2 separate regions of the Mus musculus genome follow, and region 1 is linked to region 2. The links are chromatin contacts, called in public Hi-C maps. All regions are on one chromosome and are shown on one strand. The core of a region is the stretch at or near the end of the contact, and the rest is flanking DNA. Distances in the headings are between cores, read along the strand shown. Region 1 has its middle 25 kb from the start of Gm9776. Region 2 overlaps Scamp1 (secretory carrier membrane protein 1).

What was found. Hi-C and Micro-C count contacts between places; a contact is called where the count stands out from the background.
Region 1: a contact with region 2 is called in a Hi-C map of the N1E-115 cell line, with 2.5 times the contacts expected there. The contact joins two enhancer-like sites. A contact is called at or near these places in 10 of 484 Hi-C or Micro-C datasets (the N1E-115 cell line, bone marrow-derived macrophages, cerebellum and 4 more) and 1 of 115 datasets of contacts at active chromatin or transcription factors (microglia).

The regions. Positions count from the first base shown.
Region 1 is chr13:94,331,220-94,336,866 of GRCm38.p6, forward strand. No RefSeq gene overlaps it. Among named protein-coding and RNA genes, the nearest start is that of Gm9776, 25 kb to the right of the region's middle. Within about 2 kb of position 1,797, at least 1 of the 459 cell types and tissues checked has an H3K27ac peak or open chromatin away from gene starts, as enhancers often do. A contact at or near this core is called in the N1E-115 cell line, where this site is marked.
Region 2 is chr13:94,209,780-94,215,271 of GRCm38.p6, forward strand. Scamp1 (secretory carrier membrane protein 1) reads right to left here. Exons shown (of 9, transcript NM_029153.1): 7 at 798-899. Among named protein-coding and RNA genes, the nearest start is that of Scamp1, 73 kb to the right of the region's middle. Within about 2 kb of position 2,357, at least 14 of the 459 cell types and tissues checked have an H3K27ac peak or open chromatin away from gene starts, as enhancers often do. A contact at or near this core is called in the N1E-115 cell line, where this site is marked.

The DNA of each region.
Region 1 (5,647 bases), core at 547-3,046, 120 kb after region 2:
AGAGCACCCGACTGCTCTTCCGAAGGTCCAAAGTTCAAATCCCAGCAACCACATGGTGGCTCACAACCATCCGTAACGAGATCTGACGCCCTCTTCTGGAGTGTCTGAAGACAGCTACAGTGTACTTACATATAATAAATAAATAAATCTTTAAAAAAAAAATCCCATGAAACTCCTTTTGGTAAAGATGCTCCAAAATAGTATAATTATAATGATACTTGCTATTTAATTTTGATCTTAGTATTCTTTCATTTCAGTAAAGGTAAAAGGAATGTTTTCTTTACTTTATCTCCTATAGAAAACTTGTGTTGGTGTGCCAGGGATTCTTATGTGATTAATTAGCTTATTGTCCACTTACTGTTTGGTCTTTCAAAGCAATCTTACTATGCTTCTGAGACTGGCCTAGAACTCAATCTAGTGCAGGCTGGCCTCCAATTGAGAGCCATCCTCCTGTCTCGGGCTCCCAAGTGCTGGAGTGACAGGTATGGCCTGCCACCACCAGCTGTTGTATGCATTTTAACTGACTGCACACGTAGTATAACTGGAAGATTTGGTTTTGGTTCAGTTATGTTTTGGTTCCTTCTGATTTCAGGGATAGAACGATGGAGCTGTCCTACCACTTGCCCTCAGATATATAACACATGCTGTGTCTCCTCCACTGTAGGAGACCCACTACAGCTTGTCACGGCTATGATGGAGCAAACTCTTCTCAGTTTAGTAGAGTGTAGTCACCATCTTTCAGCAATGTCTTAAAATGGTTTGACTGTAATGGCTATAGTAAGGTGATTAAAGAGAAAACACACTCTCTCTTGGAAACCTTCCATATAGCAGAAAATGAAATGTATAAAAGTGACATTCTTATTGTTCCTTTTCTTCTCTCAGGGTGCTCCCTAAAGCACTCCTTAACAGTGGGTGTGGGCTTTGCTATGTTCTTTGTCTTGTGTTGTCCTTCCTTGCCAGTATATCACCTGAATGTGTTCACACAGGAGAAGTTTACAAATTTAGGAGCCTTCCTGGCAAAGCCTGGGTCAAGCAAGGTCTTCAATTTATTCTCTACAAATAAAACAGCTGGTAAAAAGAAGAGCTAAAGGATCCAGGGACTCATTCCAAACCTGATGATCCATGAGGGACAAACCCTCAGCTGGCCTTGGCAGTAAAAAAGAAAATGGTCACTTTTGGTCACCTATGTGAACCCAAACATCCAACAGGAAAGTATAATCAGAGGTAAACATGATTGCTATGTTTAACAGTCTGAAGGGTCACATTCTGCAGACATTAGGTTTTAAGCCTTATAATATGTTATCTGGACAATCATTTCTCACAGATGAGCTTCTTTTTAATAAGGAAAATGCTTCTCAGATATAGGACACCATGTGCTTGGCCCGATTCAATGCTGTACTGCCTACTTGCAGCCAAGAGAGATGTGCCCTTGATTGTTTTAACCTAAAAGTTGAATGATAGTTGAGTTTCTTCTCTCTCCATCTCCAGAGGCCACCTGAGGGGAGGAACCTCACATTGATACTAGCCACTCCTGGTCATCTCTCTTAAGTTCAGCCTTGGCACTCAAAGGAAAACAAACAAAGAAGAATATGATGGGCTGATGCTCTTGTGTGTCCATCAAGAAAGTCTAGTGGATTCTTAAACATTCTTCTCTGTTTCTTCTATTTCCCTGCCTTGGGATTGTCAAGTTAATACACTTGCTTTAAGTCTCCCTCATATCTCTTTCCCGGTTCCAGGTAAAGTTTCCTCTCCTTCCTACATCTGGCTGTTATACAAATGGGTTGATGAGTTCTCCTAGCCAGTGCTACTGGAGGGGTATTCCAATGGTCACATCGAAAAAGTCCATCCAGCAAAAAGAAGCAAGATTCAGTCACCCATTCCCTAAAATGACAGTTAAGGCTGTCTCTATGGAGAGGAGAATGTTGAACATAGGAGTTAGAAATGTGACAGTCATTTGGGGATGGAAGCCTTAAGTCATGTCCTTGGCCATAAGCCAAAACTGTCTTTATTCTGTCCAGGCTGGAGGCCAGAAAGTGTTGGAAGTTTTAGGGGCCTCTGATCCCTGGTCTAGTTCCTAAATGATTTTAGGCTTACCTCTTTAGAGGGGGAATGTTACAGTACAATTGAAAGCCAATCAGAGAAGAGGATACCCTCTAAGTAAAAAATAGCACCTACCATGGTGGTTACATACCATTGTGTCCTGCCTTAGAAATCATTTCAAGATCTTGCGCCACAGAGCTCCATACCCAAATACCTCTGGGAGAGATCTGGTCTCCCAAGAGTGCTGAAATGCTTGTGAGCACAGGTAAGATTATGACTTCTACTCTGAGCGACCTGCACTGGAGCCCTCAGGACACAGGAATCAAGGAGCAGCCTGGGACAGGATGTTTCCGGTTTCTGTCTGTGCCCAGAACTTACCCTGCCAGGAGAGAGCTGGTCTCCTAGGAGTGCTGATACACCTGTGGGCACAGGTAAGACCACCACTTCTGCTCAAGTTCCTGGCCCAAGAGGGACCCACTCAGAGCCATTGGGACACAGGAACCAAGGAACATCCTGGGACAGGATCCTTCCAATTTCTGTCTGCAGCCTGAAGCTGACCATGTGCCATAGCTTTCTATACCCAAATTCCTCCGAGAGAGAACTGGTCTCCCAGGAGTATTGACATATAGGCTTGCAGGAGGGACAAGCCACAGTCAGAGACAGCAAGACCAGCTAACATCAGAGATAATCAGGTGGAGAGAGGCAAGGGCAAGAACATAAGTAACAGAAACCAATGCTACTTGGCTTCATCAGAACCCAGTTCTTCCACCATAGCAAGCCCTGGATATCCCAACACACCAGAAAAGCAAGACTCTAATTTAAAATTACATCTCATGATGATGATAGAGGACTAAGAAGGACATAAATAACTCCCTTAAAGAAATACAGGAAAACAGCTAGAAGCCCTTAAAGAGGAAACACAAAAATCCCTTAAAGAATTGCAGGAAAACACAACCAAATAGGTGAAGGAATTGAACAAAAACATCCAGGATCTAAAAACAGAAATAAAAACAATAAAGAAATCACAAAGGGAGACAACCCTGTAGATAGAAAACCTAGGGAAAAGATCAGAAGTCATAGACACAAGCATCACCAACAGAATACAAGAGATAGAAGAGAGCATCTCAGGTGTAGAAGATATCATAGAAAACATTGACACAACAGTCAAAGAAAATGCAAAATGCAAAAAGCTCCTAACCCAAAACATTTCAGGAAATCCAGGATACAATGGGAAGACCAAACTTAAGGATAATAGGTAGAAATTAGAAGAAATTAAAGATTCCCAACTTAAAGGGCCAGTAAATATATTCAACAAAATTATAGAAGAAAACTTTCCTAACCTAAAGAAAGAGATGCCCATGAACATACAAGAAACCTACAGAACTCCAAATAGATTGGACTAGAAAAGAAATTCCTCCTTTCATAAAATATTCAAAAGACCAAATACACAAAATAAAGAATACTAAAAGCAGTAAGGGAAAAAGGTCAAGTAACATATAAAGGCAGACCTATCAGAATTACACCAGACTTCTCAACAGAGACTAAGAAAGCTAGAAGATTCCGGCAGTTGTCATACAGACCCTAAGAGAACACAAATGCCAGCCCAGGCTACTATACCCAGCAAAACTCTCAATTACCATAGATGGAGAAACCATGATTATCCATAACAAAACCAAATTTACAGAATATCTTTCCACAAATCCAGCCCTACAAAGGATAATAGATGAAAAACGCCAACACAAGCAGGGAAACTACACCCTAGAAAAAGCAAGAAAGTAACCTTTTTTTCCACAAACCCAAAAGAAGATAGTTACACAAACATAAAAATAGCATCAAGGCTGGGCGTGGTGGCACATGCCTTTAATCCCAGCAGTCAGGAGGCAGAGGCAGGCAGATTTCTGAGTTTGAGGCCAGCCTGGTCTACAAAGTGAGTTCCAGGACAGCCAGGGCTATACAGAGAAACCCTGTTTCGATAAGAAAAAAAAATCAAAAGTATCAGGAAGCAACAATCACTATTTCTTAATATCTCTTAACATGAATTGACTCAATTCCCCAATAAAAAGACATAGACTAACAGACTGGATATGTAAACAGGACCCAGCATTTTGCTGCATCTAGGAAACACACCTCAATGTCAAAAATACATATTACCTCAGAGTATCTTTATCAATCCTATGTCTGACAGAGGACTAATATTCAGTATATACAAACAATCCAAGAAGTTAGACTCCAGGGCTGGAGTGATGGCTCAGCAGGTAAAAGCATTGACTGCTCTTCCAAATGTCCTGCAACACAAATCCCAGCAACCACATGGTGACTCTTCTGGTGTGTCTGAAGACAGCTACAGTGTACTTACATATAACAATAAATAAATCTTAAAAAAAAAAAAAAAACAAGTTAGACTCCAGAGAACCAAATAACCCTACTAAAAAATGGGGAACAGAACTCAACAGAAAATTCTCAGTTGAGGAATATCGAATAGCCAAGAAGCACCTAAAGAAATGTTCAACATCCTTAGTCATCAGGGAAATGCAAATCAAAACAACCTTGAGATTCCACCTCACATCAGTCAGAATGGCTAAGATCAAAAACTTAGGTGACAGCAGATGCTGGCAAGGATGTGGAGAAAGAGGAGCACTCCTCTCCTCCATTGCTGGTGGGATTGCAAGCTGGTACAACCACTCTTGCAATCAGTCTAGTGGTTCCTCAGAAAATTGTGCATAGTACTACCTGAGAACCCATCTATACCACTCCTGGGCATATACCCAGAAGATGCTCCAATGTGTAATAAGGACACATGCTCCACTCTGTTTAGAGCAGTCAAAGTTATAGCCAGAAGCTGGAAAGAACCCAGATGTCCCTCAACAGAGGAATGGATACAGAAAATATGGTACATTTATACAATAGAGTACTACTCAGCTATTAAAAACTTCATGAGATTTGTAGGCTAATGGATGGAACTTGAAAATATCATCCTGAGTGAGGTAACTCAGTCACAAAAGAACACACACGGTATGCACTCACTGGTGAGTGGATATTAGCCCAAAGTTCAGAATACCCAAGATTCAATTCACAGACCATATGAAGCCCAAGAAGAAGGAAGACCAATGTGTGGATGCTCCAGTGCTTCTTAGAAGAGAGAACAAAATACTCACAGGAGGAAGTATGGAGACAAAGTGTGGAGCAGAGACTGAAGAAAAGGCCATCCAGAGCCTGCCCCACCTGGGGATCCATCCCATATATAGTCACCAAACTAGGATGCTATTATGGATGCTGGGAAGTGCTTGCTGACAGGGGCCTGATATGGCTGTCTCCTGAGAGGCTCTGCCAGAGCCTGACAAATACAGAGGCAGATGCTCTCAGGCAATCATTGGACTGAGCGCAGGGTCTCCAATGGATGAGTTGGAGAAGGGACTGAAGGAGCTGAGAGGGTTTGCAGCCCCATGGAGGGAGCAACATATGTGGCAGAGGATGGCCTTGTTGGACATCAGTGGGAAGAGAGGCCCTTGGGTCTGAGAGTGCACAATGCACCAGTGTAGAGGAATGCCAGGGTGAGAGGAAGGGAGTGGGTAGTGGGTGGGTAGTACCCTCATAGAGGTTGGGGGAG
Region 2 (5,492 bases), core at 1,107-3,606:
TAAGCACTATTTAAGATAATAGTTTAAAAGCCATTTCCAAGAACTAACTGGAAACAACTAAAGTCCACAGTCTGTTAGTGTGCACCCACTGGGTGCTTTACAAACTGCTGAGAGCTGTCTGCCAGCCACTCACCCCCATGCAGAGGCAGCACAAATCCAACCCCCACTATGCCCACTGCAGCTTTACCTAACGGACACGATGGCAAACAGCAGTGCCACGCACAGCAGAGCACACCTGTGCACACCCGTGCATGCAGAGGCTGGAAGGAGGGCAGTTTGCCTAAGGTAGAAAGGCGAGGCGGTATTTTAAGGACACACCTCTTCCACCCATCAACTCACTCAGGGGTACCCACCCCCATGGAGACAAAAGGAAAGGGGTCTGCATTACCTTCTAGCCTGAACACCAATACAAACGTGTGCATGCGTGCGAGAATGTATATGTTTATCTAAAATAATGCTTTACACTTAACCTGAAGCCCTTTCTTTCTCTCCGTCCTTGAAGCTCTTCTCTGCAGACACTGTCCTGCCCTCTCTCTGGTCTCCTTTACACAGCCCCTCTCAATGCCCAATGCGCTCGTGTTTGACTTAAAGCGGACACCCCACACACTGGATTTTTACATCGCAGCATAATCTTTGAAGAGAATAGGTTTTTTCAAAGTTTTGTTCCAGAACGTTTTCAGTTGAGTTTTCAAAGCACTTTCGTTTTTCTGTGTTTGCTTTCGACTTTTCTGTTAACTCACTAGGACACCAAGTTATACAAACCTAAATTTGCAACTTAAAAACAGTAAATAACTCACCAGTTTCCCCAGTTATGAAATCCTGCAGCCTGGAGCACATGGACAGCAAACTGACAAATATAGACGAAGAAGAACACAAAGAACCTGAAGGAACTGTCGCTCCTTTAAAAGAAAAGGGGGAGACTGTCAGTCTTCACAGCACTTTCCTACACACACACACACACTCACACACACACACACACTCTCACACACACACACTCTCTCTCTCTCACACACACACACACACACACACACACACACACACACACACACACGTGCGCGCCAAACCATAAGGAGGCAAACGAGAGAGGACCCAAGGCCTACTTCAGCAACCCTCTGTGCAAACAACCACGACCATCCCTGGGTCACTCCACTCAACTTCCAGCTGCACCAGAATCCACCTCAACAGAAAGTTCAGATTTCCTTTTAAAAAAAAGTTCTCTTCTAGTTTTTGTATGTGGCTGTTTTGCCTGTGTGTAAGTATGTGTGTGTAGTGCCCCTGGAAGCCAGAAGAAAAGATCAGATCCCCTGGGGCTTGAATTACAAATGGTTGTGTGTTGGAAATCAAGCCTGAGTTCTGTGGAAGAGCAGCCAGTGCTCTTAGCCACTGAGCCACCTCTTCAGGCCCCAGTTTTCCTTTGTTAGTGAACTACTTTATAGAATCAACACAAACTACTTAAAACATGTAATTTGTAAGTATCAACATGTATTTATCTGGACTTTACCCCACTGACACTGAGAACTTATCTTAAGCTTCTCCTCCCTCCTCCCTCCTCCCTCCTCCCTCCTCCCTCCTCTGACCTAGCCTCCTGTCATCCGGGCTTGCTGTTTTTTAGGGTTTGTATGAATGGGATGTATGCAGTCCATGCTCTTTCTTGGCCTGCTTCCAGCATTTAACAGTGACTCTGTCTGTGTTTGGCTCGTTGTGTGCTATTCACTGGGGTGGGAAAGCATGTCGTTTCCAGCTTTTGCTATTACAAATCACGCTGCTGTGAGCATTTATGTGTGAATCTTCATAAGGACACAGGTTTCCTTTTATCATGGGTAAACACCTATAAATGCATGTGGTAAACATACATTAAGTGTTTAAGAAACTGCTGACTTATAAGGTCGCTCCATTTCACACTGCAGTGAGTCTTTCAGGTCCTCTGCATCTCATTCACACTTGCTGTGGTCATGTGTGCAACCCTAGCCATTTTAATTAGCATGTCCAATTGTGATGGTTAAGTGGGTTGGGCTGGCAGACTTCTGGGAGAGATCAGTAAAGCAGGCCTCAAGCTTTTCTAAGGAAATTACATCAGGACTAATGAGTAGTTTAAGCCCTAAACCCAGGCTGGATTCAGAATCTGAGTGGACTGCTGGGAGGTGGCGGAGGTGGCAGAGGTGGCAGAGGTGGCAGAGGTGGGGACTGGAGGAAGCAGGTGACTGGGCATGCTGGGGGCTTTATCCTGCCTCTCCTGTTCCTGCTCCACTCTTGCCTCCTGGCTGCCATGCTGGATCTGCCCCCTCATGCCCACCATCATGGACTCACAATGCTGACATCACAAGCAGACCTCTCTCTTCAGCTGGTGTGTGTTGTTACAGTGACAAGACGCTGACAAAGCTGATGCCATACTTAGCAGTGATTAACATGTTCTTAGTGAGCACTGTTGTTCAGCAACTTTTCATTTTATCCATAGATCTTTGTTAGACTGTTAAAATCTTTTCCTGGTGTGTTAACTAAATTTTCTTCTTTATTCTTGATTTTTGAAAGTTTTTTAAAAATATTCTGGATATACCAGCCTTTACTTAGATACAAGCTTGGCAAAAGTCTCCGGTCGTCTGGGCTTGTCTTTGCAATCTGTGCATATGTGTGAGAAGCATGTCTGCATTTGAGGCATCCCAAAAGTGTCTGCAGAGGAAAAGTTTTGCCTTTTTATGAATTCCAATTTGCCTACTCATTCTTTTTGGTACTGGATTAAAACAAACAAACAACAGTTTAGCAAAGCCAAGTCTCCCCCATCAGTCTTGCAGCTCTGCATCTGTGCGTGTGTTCTTTGAACTGGCTTTCTGAAAACATGGTATGACATGTTATTCTGTCATAAAAATTACAAAAAAAAAAACAAAACAAAAACAACAACAACAACAACAAAAACCCAGCTTATTTCTGAAAGTAAGGTATGGTTGAATTTTGTTCACACAAGGATAGCCAACTGTTCCAGCAATGGTTCTTAGACAGCCTTTTCTGAGCTTTGAATCTTCCTCAAGGTGTGCTGAGAGATTCCCAATAGCTGCCCTTGTAGAGGGTCAGTTGCCAAGAGTCACATAACTCACAACCACCTACAATTCCTATTCCAAGGGACCCGATGCCCTCTTCTGGCCTCTGCCAGCACAACAGGCACACAGTGCACACACATAATAAAAGTAAATAGCTTTGATTTTTTTTAAATTGGCTTTTACATATGGAAGGACTCATTTTCATGTTCAGACTGTTAATCTCTTTATGGTACAATGTCGTTGACATGAAGACATCACTGTGACTAGTGGCACATTCTAGCAGGTCTTCAGACCAGGGAGTACATATCAGTATGCCATCTTGACTGTTCTTTTGTAGACTAGCTTTAAATATTCAAGGCTTTGGTATTTCCATACATCTTTGGAAGAACAGTATCATATTTCTGGACAACAGCCCGCTGGGATTTTCACTGGGGTTATGCTGCAGACCTTCAGGGTCACTGACAAAGTTCACACCTTAGGAACACGGAGTCTTCTGGGCCATGGTAGAATATTTATCTCCATTTATATTTTCTACAGAGATGATTATGGATCTATAAATACAGTTTTGCTTCTTTTCAGACCTGGATGCTTTTCTTTCTTACCTAATTATACTGGCCAGAAATGTTGTGAATTTCCTGACCTTAGACAGAAAGCTCTCTCAGCCTTGCACACAGCGCCTGGCTATGCGCTCCAGGCGTTGGCAGTACACTTCCTCTGCAGTGGGAAGAAACCGCGCTTCTACTTCTAACTTTACTCACTCTCCTAACCTAAAAAGACACTGGATTTCTGTCACATGTTTTTACTATATTAGTTAAGATAGTCGTTCTGTTGTTAAATTTTAGATTATAATGTGGTGAGATTTCTAATATAAAAGCAACCTGTAAGTCCCGTGTTGAGACACATGCCCATAAACAGTACTCAGGAGGCTGAAGCAAGAGGACACCAAGTTCAAGGCCAGCCCGGGCCACATAGTAAGACATTTGAGAAAAGCTAACCTTGCATTAACCTTGGAAGAAGCTCCATCCACTTGATTGTGGAATAGGATCTTTTCAAATCTGGCACCATTTTTAATTGACCTAAATTTATCCTGTTCAGCACTGTCATTTCCAAGGCCCAAATCGTTTTGCTTGCTAAAACTCAAGCCCAGACTCCAGCAGATAGGAAAACACATGTAAGAGAAAATCTTCAGTTCCTTACAGTTCCCTTCCTGCTTTCACAGCATCCGACGACCTTCCCACCTGCCTCTGTGAAAAGCCAACGTCCGTCCCCCTGCCCACCTATTCCAGAGCTTTCTTATCCTCTGCCCTGAGAAGGCGAGTCTCTGCTCTGGCAGTAGGTTCTTCTCTTCAGGGTATACACATGTACCACATATTCTCCTCTATTGTCCTCAAAGTGTTTCACACTGATATTCATCTTGCCACACGGGGCTGATTTACGAGTGCTGGGGTTCTCAGAGATCAGTGAAATTTCCCTGTTTTCAGCAGAGTGCCCTGGCTTCAGGATTGCAGCCTGTGCGGAAGGCCAGAGGATCCTGTGGTCCACACGCTGCAGGAAAACTGAACTCAGTCCCCACCGCCACACCTGCCTACATCGCCTAGCAGCTGTGCCTGGTACTTCCATGGAGCCTGGGATTCTCTGAGGATCCTCCTGCCGAGCACCGCACAGTTGGCCTTTATTTCTTCCATTGCTAAGTTGAGTTTCCATTTCCACTACATCAGTTACCGCTCATGTACCCATGGCTGGTGCTGTTATTTGTTGTTCTATAGATGGAACTCAGGGCCTAGTGCATGGTAGGCTGACTGTATTAGTCAGGGTTCTCTAGAGTCACAGAACTTATGGATAGTCTCTAGATAATAAAGGAATTTATTGATGACTTACAGTCGGCAGCTCAATTCCCAACAATCGTTCAGTCACAGCTGTGAATGGAAGTCCAAGGATCTAGCAGTTACTCAGTCTCACGCAGCAAGCAGGCGAAGGAGCAGGAGCAAGAGCTAGACTCCCTTCTTCCAATGTCCTTATATTGTCTCCAGCAGAAGGTGGAGCCCAGATTAAAGGTGTGTTCCACCACACCTTTAATCCCAGATGAAAGGCATAGCCCAGATTAAAGGTGTGTTCCTTAAACTCGGAGATTCAATCTTCTGGAATCCATAGCCACTATGGCTCAAGATCTTCAAACCAAGATCCAGATAAGGATCTCCAAGCCTCCAGATAAGGGTCACTGGTGAGCCTTCCAATTCCGGATTGTAGTTCATTCCAAATATTGTCAAGTTGACAACCAGGAATAGCCACTACAATCCACCCCTTGTCAACTTGACACAAATAATATCTCATGTTCACATGAAACAATAACAAGGTTGTAAATACGCCTAACATGATATAACTATTCCTCGTACAATTGCAAACGCATTTGTAAATTTACAATGGGGCATTCATATTACTTTATAATCCTCGTTTCTGCAA